2 separate regions of the Danio rerio genome follow, and region 1 is linked to region 2. The links are chromatin contacts, called in public Micro-C maps. All regions are on one chromosome and are shown on one strand. Each heading gives the region's core, a stretch centred on a gene start, on an enhancer-like site or on the middle of the called end of the contact. The rest is flanking DNA. Distances are from core to core; before and after follow the strand shown. Region 1 holds the start of enc2 (ectodermal-neural cortex 2). Region 2 overlaps agbl1 (AGBL carboxypeptidase 1).

What was found. Hi-C and Micro-C count contacts between places; a contact is called where the count stands out from the background.
Region 1: a contact with region 2 is called in a Micro-C map of caudal fin, with 2.1 times the contacts expected there. The contact joins the promoter of enc2 here to the enhancer-like site in region 2. A contact is called at or near these places in 2 of 18 Hi-C or Micro-C datasets (caudal fin and an unstated tissue) and 3 of 4 datasets of contacts at active chromatin or transcription factors (caudal fin, embryo and gastrula embryo).

What each region holds. Positions count from the first base shown.
Region 1 is chr25:12,204,731-12,209,370 of GRCz12tu, reverse strand. It overlaps enc2 (ectodermal-neural cortex 2), which reads left to right and starts at 3,012. Exons shown (of 5, transcript XM_073942911.1): 1 at 3,012-3,135; 2 at 3,234-3,385. All of the region lies in intron 2 of agbl1 (AGBL carboxypeptidase 1), which reads right to left.
Region 2 is chr25:12,161,097-12,165,868 of GRCz12tu, reverse strand. The region is part of intron 2 of agbl1 (AGBL carboxypeptidase 1); the gene reads right to left. Among named protein-coding and RNA genes, the nearest start is that of agbl1, 32 kb to the right of the region's middle. Within about 2 kb of position 1,603, at least 20 of the 62 cell types and tissues checked have an H3K27ac peak or open chromatin away from gene starts, as enhancers often do. A contact at or near this core is called in caudal fin, where this site is marked.

The sequences.
Region 1 (4,640 bases), core at 1,763-4,262, 42 kb before region 2:
GGGAGCAGACTTTCAAATACACAGGCACAAGTGGTGAACCTAAAACAACAACAAAGCATGATAGGCCACCAGAGTTGTCATGATGGAAAGATCATCGGGTCACAGGGGGCACATTTTGAGAGAATAAAAAAAATGCTTTTAATCGAAATGGGGTTTCCGTAAATAAATGAAACACTCACGAAGCAGTAAATGCATACAAAACAATGGTGAGTATGGGAGAGTGGGGACGCTTGCAACATGGGTCAGTTGCAACAAGACTTACTCCTCCATTCAGGAATGAGCTAGAGTGATGATATTCATACATATTCTCAGTTGGACCTCCTTCAGTTTGAGAGAAATCAGCCATGTGACCATTCTCTAAGTATAAAACTCATTTTTAGGTCAAAAAGTATTTTATTTTAATGAAAATTTCTCATACTGTCTAATCTGTTTTTCTGAAACATTATTCATTTATAGAATTTAAATCAATGTTTTCTTAGCTTTAAATAGGTATACTGTAGCTATCAAACCTTAAAGCTATTGAATCTCCCTAGCATAGACAGTTTAATCAGGGTTGACAGAGTTGAGTCCCCAATTACTTTAAAAGCTTGCAATATTAACAATGTACAATTTTAATTGCATCACAGTTTCAGTGTGATTTAATTTGAAAAAAAAAATTATTTGATTAATTATTAGATTTCAAAGTTCAAAGTAGTTTAGTAAAGGTTCAGTCTGAATTTTCAGTACAACATTTTTTTTGTTTCATTTTTTTTTTGGCCTGATAATTGGTTGCTTGTTCATTTAATAGTCTGTATTTGGTAACACTTTACAATAAGGTTCATTAGTTAATGCATTTACTAACATGAACTAATCATAAACAACACATGTACTGCATTTATTAATCATAATTGAACACTTACAAATGCATTGTTAACATTCAAGTCCATGCTTGTTAACATTAGTTAATGCACTGAGTTAACATGAACTAATAATGAACAACTGTATTTTCATTAACTAACGTTAACTAACATGAACAAAACAGTAGTAAATGTATTGTTCATTGTTTGTTCATCTTAGTAAATGCATTAATTAACATTAACTAATGAACATTGTAAAGTGTGACCCTGTATTTATATTGCCAGTTTAACACATCTAACAATTTAACCAATTTAAATTTAGTCTGTTTACCAAAACAATAAAAAGAACATCCAACCTGGTGTTTTAGATTTCGTTTTATGATTACATTTTAATGACTGTTGCAATTGTTTCTGTGGGTTGTTGCAACCGTCCCTCTGCAAGGGGTCAGTTGCAACATTTAATTTTGTCAGTTCAATTGGTGTTTTTGTGTGGACTTTGCATGTTTTCCTGGTTTCCTCCAGGTGCTCTGGTTTCCCTACGTGTGATATAGATGAATTGGAAAAACTAAATTGGCCGTAGTGTATGAATGAGTGTGTATGGATCTTTCCTAGTACTGGGTTGCAGGTGGAAGGGCATCCGCTGTGTAAAACATAATCTGGATAAGTTGGCCGTTCATTCTGCTGTGGCGACACCTGACACAGTTCGATATTTACAAATCCACATTTATTTTATTTACCTTGAATGAATGAATGAATAAATTAATGAATTAATTAATGATCCATTTAATAGTTCAGTAGATTTTTTTGATCAGCATGGTGGCCCAGTGGGTACCGCGGTCACCTCACAGCAAGAAGGTCGCTAGTTCGAGCCTTGGCTGGGTCAGTTGGCATTTCTGTGTGGAGTTTGCATGTTCTACTAGTGTTCGCATTAATTTCCTTTGGAGTTTCTCTGGTTTCCCCCACAAGTCCAAAAGACATGCACTATAGGTGAATTGAGTAAACTAAACAGTGTCCGTGTGAATGAGAGTGTATGGGTGTTTCCCAGTGATGGGTTGCAGCTGGAAGCAAGTGGTGCTCGCTGCAGAGCCATTTGAGGAGAGCTGAGCTCCAGCGAGGGGGAGCTTAAGCTTGAGCTCCACCTTTTTTGCACTTCTTCTATGAGTGATGTCACTGGGGGTAGGGTTAGGGGTGGGGTTGGTGTACGCATTAAAACAGCTTACAGAAGGAGGAGCGACAGCTCATGCTCCCCCTCGCTGGAGCTCAGCTCTCCTCAAATGGCTCTGCAGCGAGCACCCTCTCGCTGGAAGGGCATCCACTGCGTGAAACATATGTTAGACAAGTTGGCTGTTCATTCCACTGTGGCGACCCCTGAATAACAAAAGGACTAAGCTGAAAAGAAAATAAATGAGTAAATTGTCATGGCTGACCAGCCATTAACAGGTATTGGAAATATTTTTAATATTAATATAACTTTACCCTTAAGGATCATTTTATAAGTGATAAAATATGAATTTATAATGACATTTATACTGATTAATACCAAATGCAGTGTTGTTAATATATAAATCACTTATTATACTCGAGGTAAACAATGTTGAATTTATGATATGGTTTATCACAGCTATGAATACACTACAATACACTACATCCACTAGATGGAGCTATATGCATTGTGTATAGAAATCTCTTTACAAGGCTTGTAGTCTACTTATAAACAAACATATATATATAAACTAATAGAACTACATGCTGGAGGATGCTGATGATGTGGCAAAACGGGAAAAAAACTAACAATTCTATAAAGGAAATTTAAGTAAGTCTTGTTTTGATTTCCTGTTAAAATAGTCCTATATAATCATTTATACGTAGAAATGCCACCATGCCCGATGAATGTTTTGTCATTGTTGCAATTTGAAGAAGCATATGTAAACATACTTCTCTTCTAATTGTTGTGATGGCCTGTCATCGCCCATCGTGACGCTCCGCCCACTTTTCATCCATTGGCTGCTTCGTATAGAAAACAGCGCAGAACTTTAGGTTGGAGCGCTCCCATTGGCTACAATTTATATTTGCATAAGTTCTCAGCTCGTGATTGGTCGACGGCGCGTCAATCACTCGCTACAACCCATTCCCTGCGTTTGGATATTACCTTAGGAGACTCTACAGTTTTTCATCAGTGAGGACTGGAATGTGGACAAAGTAACCCAGCCGACCAGACAAGAGGCGAACAAAACTATGATTCCTTTTCAAAATTTAAAACCGCACAACGTCAGGATTTCTTACTAGCGTCCAGCACACTGTAAGTATACCAAGTTTTTTGTTATATTAGAACAAAAAGCTTGAGATGAATAACCCTCTAATAATCAACATCTGCACTGTTCTTCCTGTTTTTGGCAGAGCTGGAAAAGCCAATACACTCAGTCAGGATTAGGTGTGAGCTGGATAGGGATTGGTGACCACATCTCGCTTCTTCCAGAAGGAGAAACGGGTGTAAATCGGAAGATAATGATCGCTTACAGGGAGAGCAGCGTCTTTACGTCTCTCTAATCGTCAGGAGTTTGTCAGGCTTTCTTCTGCATGTCAATACACTGAGTTGCGACTCTCCGCTAACAGCATTAGCTCCTCTTATTCACAGCGGTCGCCGTAAGACTAAGCTTAGACAAATCTGTCATTTCTGATATTACTGGGTTTACATTTTGGCTTGATTAGATTTTACCTCAGTATGAGTTATTTAGCTTTTCAGGTGTCTTTTCCATTGTTTAGCGCACTAGCGAGATGGCTAACTGTAGCTCGAGTTCGCGCATTTCTAAAGTCTTGCAGCGCAAAAAAGTCGCAGAAATTGTCTTATTTGTCGCGTTATGTATTTGTATCACTAATATATTTCTTCAGTTTATAAAGTCTAAAGGAGGCGAGAGGGGAACTATTGGAAATGACTGAAGGAAATTGTGTTTTGTTTGTTTAGTTTTTTCAAGCCCGCGCCTCAGAGCACCTGCTCCCACTGTAGTTTTTTACTAATTGGGAATATATATATATATATATATATATATATATATATATATATATATATATATATATATATATATATATATATATATATATATAAATTTTATTTTATTTATTTCTTTTTTTTGTGATACAAAAGACAGGAAAATTAGTCTTATTGAATCATCCATGGCCTCAGATTTCTTATACAACGACGGAATTTGAAGTTCAGTCCAGTTATTTTTACATTGGTCATAGTTCAAGTAAACAAGTGCCTGTCTAACTTCAAATTGGCTGCTTACTCTTGCAAAGTGTGAATGGTCCTAACATTACCTTTATACTTAAATTATTCGCCTCAGTTTTCAGTTCTAGTTTTCAGATGCATCTTTAATCCAACACCAGATTCATTAGGTCATTTTAAAGGCTTCATGTCCTAAAAGTGGGTTGTTAAATTACAAATACAGTATGAACAAAATGTTTAGTTATGGTTCTCCTTGAGTTGTTGAGAAGAAGCACTTCTTGCAAGCATAAGAAATAAGGAACTGAGCATATGACAAATTTTCATATGTTCACTGTTTTTCCATTTACAATGTCGACATAACTAATATGGCCACACTTAAAACCTTCTGTAACAATAGCAGCCAACTTTTAAGTGCTATCACACAAGTACAAATATTTAAATTTAGTGAAGTTTAGGAACAATATGTTTTTGTCATTTGGCTTGTATCTAGGGCTGAGCCAATAAACAATATTATATTGAATCAGGATAAAATATGTGTTAATAATAATAGCTCTGGACATTTTTTTACTCAATATTGATCT
Region 2 (4,772 bases), core at 354-2,853:
CTCCTGGCCAAATTTGTCCACTAGCTTCTGTTCATCATGGCCTCCTAACCAACCCCATATCATAATTGGCTTCATCACTGTTTCCTCTCCACCAATCAGCTGGTGTGTGGTGTGCGATCTGGCGCAATATGGCTGCCATCTCGTCATCCAAGTGGATGATGCACTCTGGTGGTGGATGAGGAGATTACCCCCAATGCGTAAAGTGCTTTGAGTGTCTGGAAAAGCGCTATATAAATGTAAGGAATTATTAAAGGAATTAATATTAATTATTATTATTATTATTATTATTATTATTTTACACCACTGGCAGGGCCTCCCTTTTGCAGTCAATACAACATCAATTCATCGTGGGAATGACAGATACAATTCCTACACAGTGGCCAAAGGGATTTGAGCCATTCTTGCAATATAGTGGCCAGGTCACTAAGTGATGCTGAAGGGAAAATGTTTCCTGACTTGTTCCCCCAAAACACCCAAAAGTGCCTCAATAATATTTCGGTCTGGTGACTGTGCAGGCCATGACAGATGTTCATCTTCATTTTTATGTTCATCAAACCACTCTGTCACCAGTCTTGCTGTGTGTATTTGTGCGTTATCATCCTGATATACAACAATGCCTTCAGGATACAATGTTTGAACCATTGGGTGCACATGGTCCTCCAGAATGGTGACATGCCCATCTAGCACAAACATTAGGCCTAGGGAATGCCATGATATATAGCCCAAACCATTACTGATCAACCCCCATTTTTCACTCTGGGCATGCAACAATTTGGGTTGTACACTTATTTGGGGCTTCTCCACACCGTAACTCTCTCAGATGTGAAGGTGGACTCATGTTTCAGATTGTCCCAAGACTTTCGCTGCTGGCACCATGGTGGCAAACCTGTGCTATTACTATGATAAATAAACCCTCACACTCTGCTCTTACTGGTGGGATGTGCAATCAATAAGGATCAGTCCCTGGGGGGCTGGTTAAATTTAGATATGATTTTAGACAGTTTGATTGTCCAACACCTGTGTGTGCTGAATTAATCTAACTTGCCTAGTTAAAATAATTAACTTATGTTAATGTTATTCAATAATATTTGGTAATTTTATAATGTTACTTTACCTAATTAACCTAGCAAAGCCTTTAAGTTGGAATTTCAACTGAATACTAGTATCTTGCAAAACTACTAACTAGTAAAATATTATGTACTGTCATTGTGGCAAAGACGAAATAATATTTTTTTTTTTTCCAGTTGGTGGCCAAATCCAACCATCAAATGTCAGAAATCATTATAAGTCTTGCCTGTCATCAGCTGGTTGTGAGATTTGTCGACTTTAAAACTGTTCAGATTAAAAGGATTTGTCAAAAATCTATAATCCACAGCAAGACTAGCGTGCTTAGATTGCTGTTCTGCATAATAAGACTTAATAATTGCATAAATATGGTAATCTTTTCCCTGTCAAAACCAACTACAGGGACAGAAGTTTCTGAATCACTGACATGCACAAGTACAGACAGGCTGTTTTAACCCTGAGCTTTAAGGGATCCCCTGTTTACAGCACATTCCTCAGTCTGAGAGTTCAGTGTCAGTAAATACAGAGCCCTCCAGCACTGGGGCTCCAAACATTACTGGCCCATGATGTCATCAGTCGACCCACAGGCAGAGCATGTAGAAACCCTCTGCTATAAAAAAACAAAAATGCAAAAACTTCATTCAGGCATCCAGGTCCAAGCCAAGACATGCATACAACACTTTACTGAAAGACCTGGGTTGTATATAACAATATAATATAATATAATATAATATAATATAATATAATATAATATAATATAATATAATATAATATAATATAATATAATTAATATAATATAATATAATATAATATAATATAATATAATATAATACAATATAATATAATATAATATAATATAATATAATATAATATAATAGTACAGTATAGTAATAGATTATAGTAGTAAAATAAATGAAACTGTTTGTTTAGTGTATTTATAATATATTTCATAATTCAAAATGCATTATAAGCATTATATGCAATAAAGTCAGCTATTTCGCTGAAGTTTGTTGCATAAGTAAATACAAGTTTTATTTAATTAACCTAAAAAGAAACCAAAAACAGCTGTTTGGGAATTACGAAATCTTACAATTGCATGACATACTGTATTCTTTCAGAATTTTAATTGTAAAAAACAAAATCTAATAAAAGTCAAAGCACTGTAAAAACAACAACAAAATAAATGCAGGGTTTCACATAAATCATAGATGTTGTCCCAACACAAATCGATAAAGTTAACTTATTAAATTTACATGGATCGAACATAAAACAATCAAGTTGTCCACAAAAAAAAAAATTGATTGTTGATTCAGCTAATTTTAAATAAGCAGTTTGAACAAGCAGCAAAATTCTTATTTTTCAGTGTATAATAAATCAGTGCAATTAATAATTAAATAAATGTTTCTTATCTTTTTATAAAAGGGGTGAGGCAGTGGCGCAGTAGGTAGTGCTGTCTACACATAATTTTACATTTAATAAATGTATAACACGATATTATTATATTACTCCAGTGATTGAATAGTACTTATTTGCTTAATCAAATTATAGTCATTACTGTTTTAACTAATTATTTTTTTATTTATATAATATGGGTACCAAAACTGCACAGATGTCAAAATAATCGATCGGCCCCTGCCAAGATCGTGTGTCCTGGATTGTGTGTGCTGAAACTTGTGTGGGTCTGCGAGTCTGCAGATCTGAAAAAACGTACACAGCGGCCTCTGGTGGATTTGCAAAAACAAAAACTGCAAAAAACAAAGCTCCTGGCAGGCATTTGGCGTTCTCAAGAAATGTATATAGAGGTACGTTTTCAGAATGAGCCTGGTTTGGGGAAAGTTAATGAAACTTAGTTGCATTTTTGAACATAAAAAATTTACCAAGGTCTGAATGTGGCTCTCTTTAGGATGGAATATGCAAATGAAGAGAGCGTTTGTTTTTTCGGCCGCTGTTCTCTTGTCTTTGTCATTGTGTTGGGAGTGTGAGGTTGAGTCATGTATAGCAGGTTTCCAGCAGATGATCATGGACACGATCAGAGGCCCTGGAACCCTCACGCCAGATGAAGGAAAGCTATTTGTGTGTCTCTAGAAGCACACACAGACTCAGCGTGAAAAGGCGACATGGAGCGGTGCAGATGGACCTAATGCAGTGACACAGAACGAGCTAACAACAGCAAACCTTCCTAATCTTAGGGGGGAAAAAACAAAAAACATCTTAAATTATGAATAATTCTTTTGCAAGTCATTCAGCATTTTTTTTGTTTTCAAAGCTGTTTAACTTTTAAAGCCAAACGTGTTTACTTTTTTTACCACTGAACAAGGATATTAAGTCAGTGTTTTTTTTTTTTTTTTGCTTTCTAAGTAAAACTGCACTGGCTATCAAATTTTTTATAATTGTATTATTAATCTATCCAATGTAGGCTCATTTTGAAAATGTAGCCCTATATACCTTTCTGGAGGTCGCAAATTATGTAGCCAGAGATCTGGTCGGCTGCATTTCGCATTTAAAATGAACACTACGGGTGTGATATTACGTTGTTCCTTTTCACGCTACCAGCTGAGCGCTTACCTCCATGTGGATGGTCCACTGGTGGTCAGTGGCTTGCCAAGTATATTCCCCTACCTACCTACTTCATTTTATCCTTCTAAAAACATAATATAGACTCATTTTAGACCTGCTTTCTGTATGACTGCAGACTAACAAACATGACTCAATAAAGAAGTTTCTGCTTATTTGAGTCTCCTGAACTGGGTTCTCTCATTCATCATTTTATTTTTCCAACAGCGGGTCAATCTGTGTTTTAAAAAACACTATCGGTTGGGTTTAGGGAGGGGGGAGGGTGGGTCAGTCGATTAGTCAGTCAGTCAGTCAACAGTGGCCTCTGGTGGATTTAAGCGAGAACAGCAGGCGCAAATGGCACTTGCAAGAGAAATCTGAGATCTCAAAAAGCGAATTTGATTTTGTGCAAGGTGTACATTGAATCAATTCATGCATTCCATTAAAGATCAGACTCATGATGTTGAAGTCTGAATTTTTTAACTTAATGTTGATAAGTAAAATAAGCATTACAAATATGATTATAATTCCAATAATAAGAAGACCATACAAAACAAAACAAGGAAGAAACAGTTATAAATAAAAAATAATAAATAATAATAGTAATGAAGTAGCAACAATAGTATTATAAAATAAATATTCATTATTAGACAGTTGAAAAACTGTTTTAAACAGTCTAATAAAATGTTTAATAATAATATTAATAATAATAATAATTATTATAAATAATAACAAAAAATTATTATTATTACTATTTTATTATTAGAAACTAAATAAATGATACATTTTAAAAATATTTTAAAACACTAAAATTAATATATTTAATACTCAAATTTATAGTAATCGTACTAGCATTAATACAGAACATTTAATAATAAATGTAGATTATAATAAATATAATAAATGTAAATTATTCACACATGCAACACACGCCTTATTTTGTTTAATAAATGATTGTCATGATCACCAAGGATCTAATCCTTGCAGATCACTAGAGAACTACAAATCTGTTCCTTTATGAACCACATATTCCATGCAACTCATGCACCTCACACACACCTGTTCCAGTTCACCAATGATTACACACACACAGTTGGAAGCTGATCGAGGAATCATTACACAGACTATAGCTAAGTCCCAAATGGCACACTACT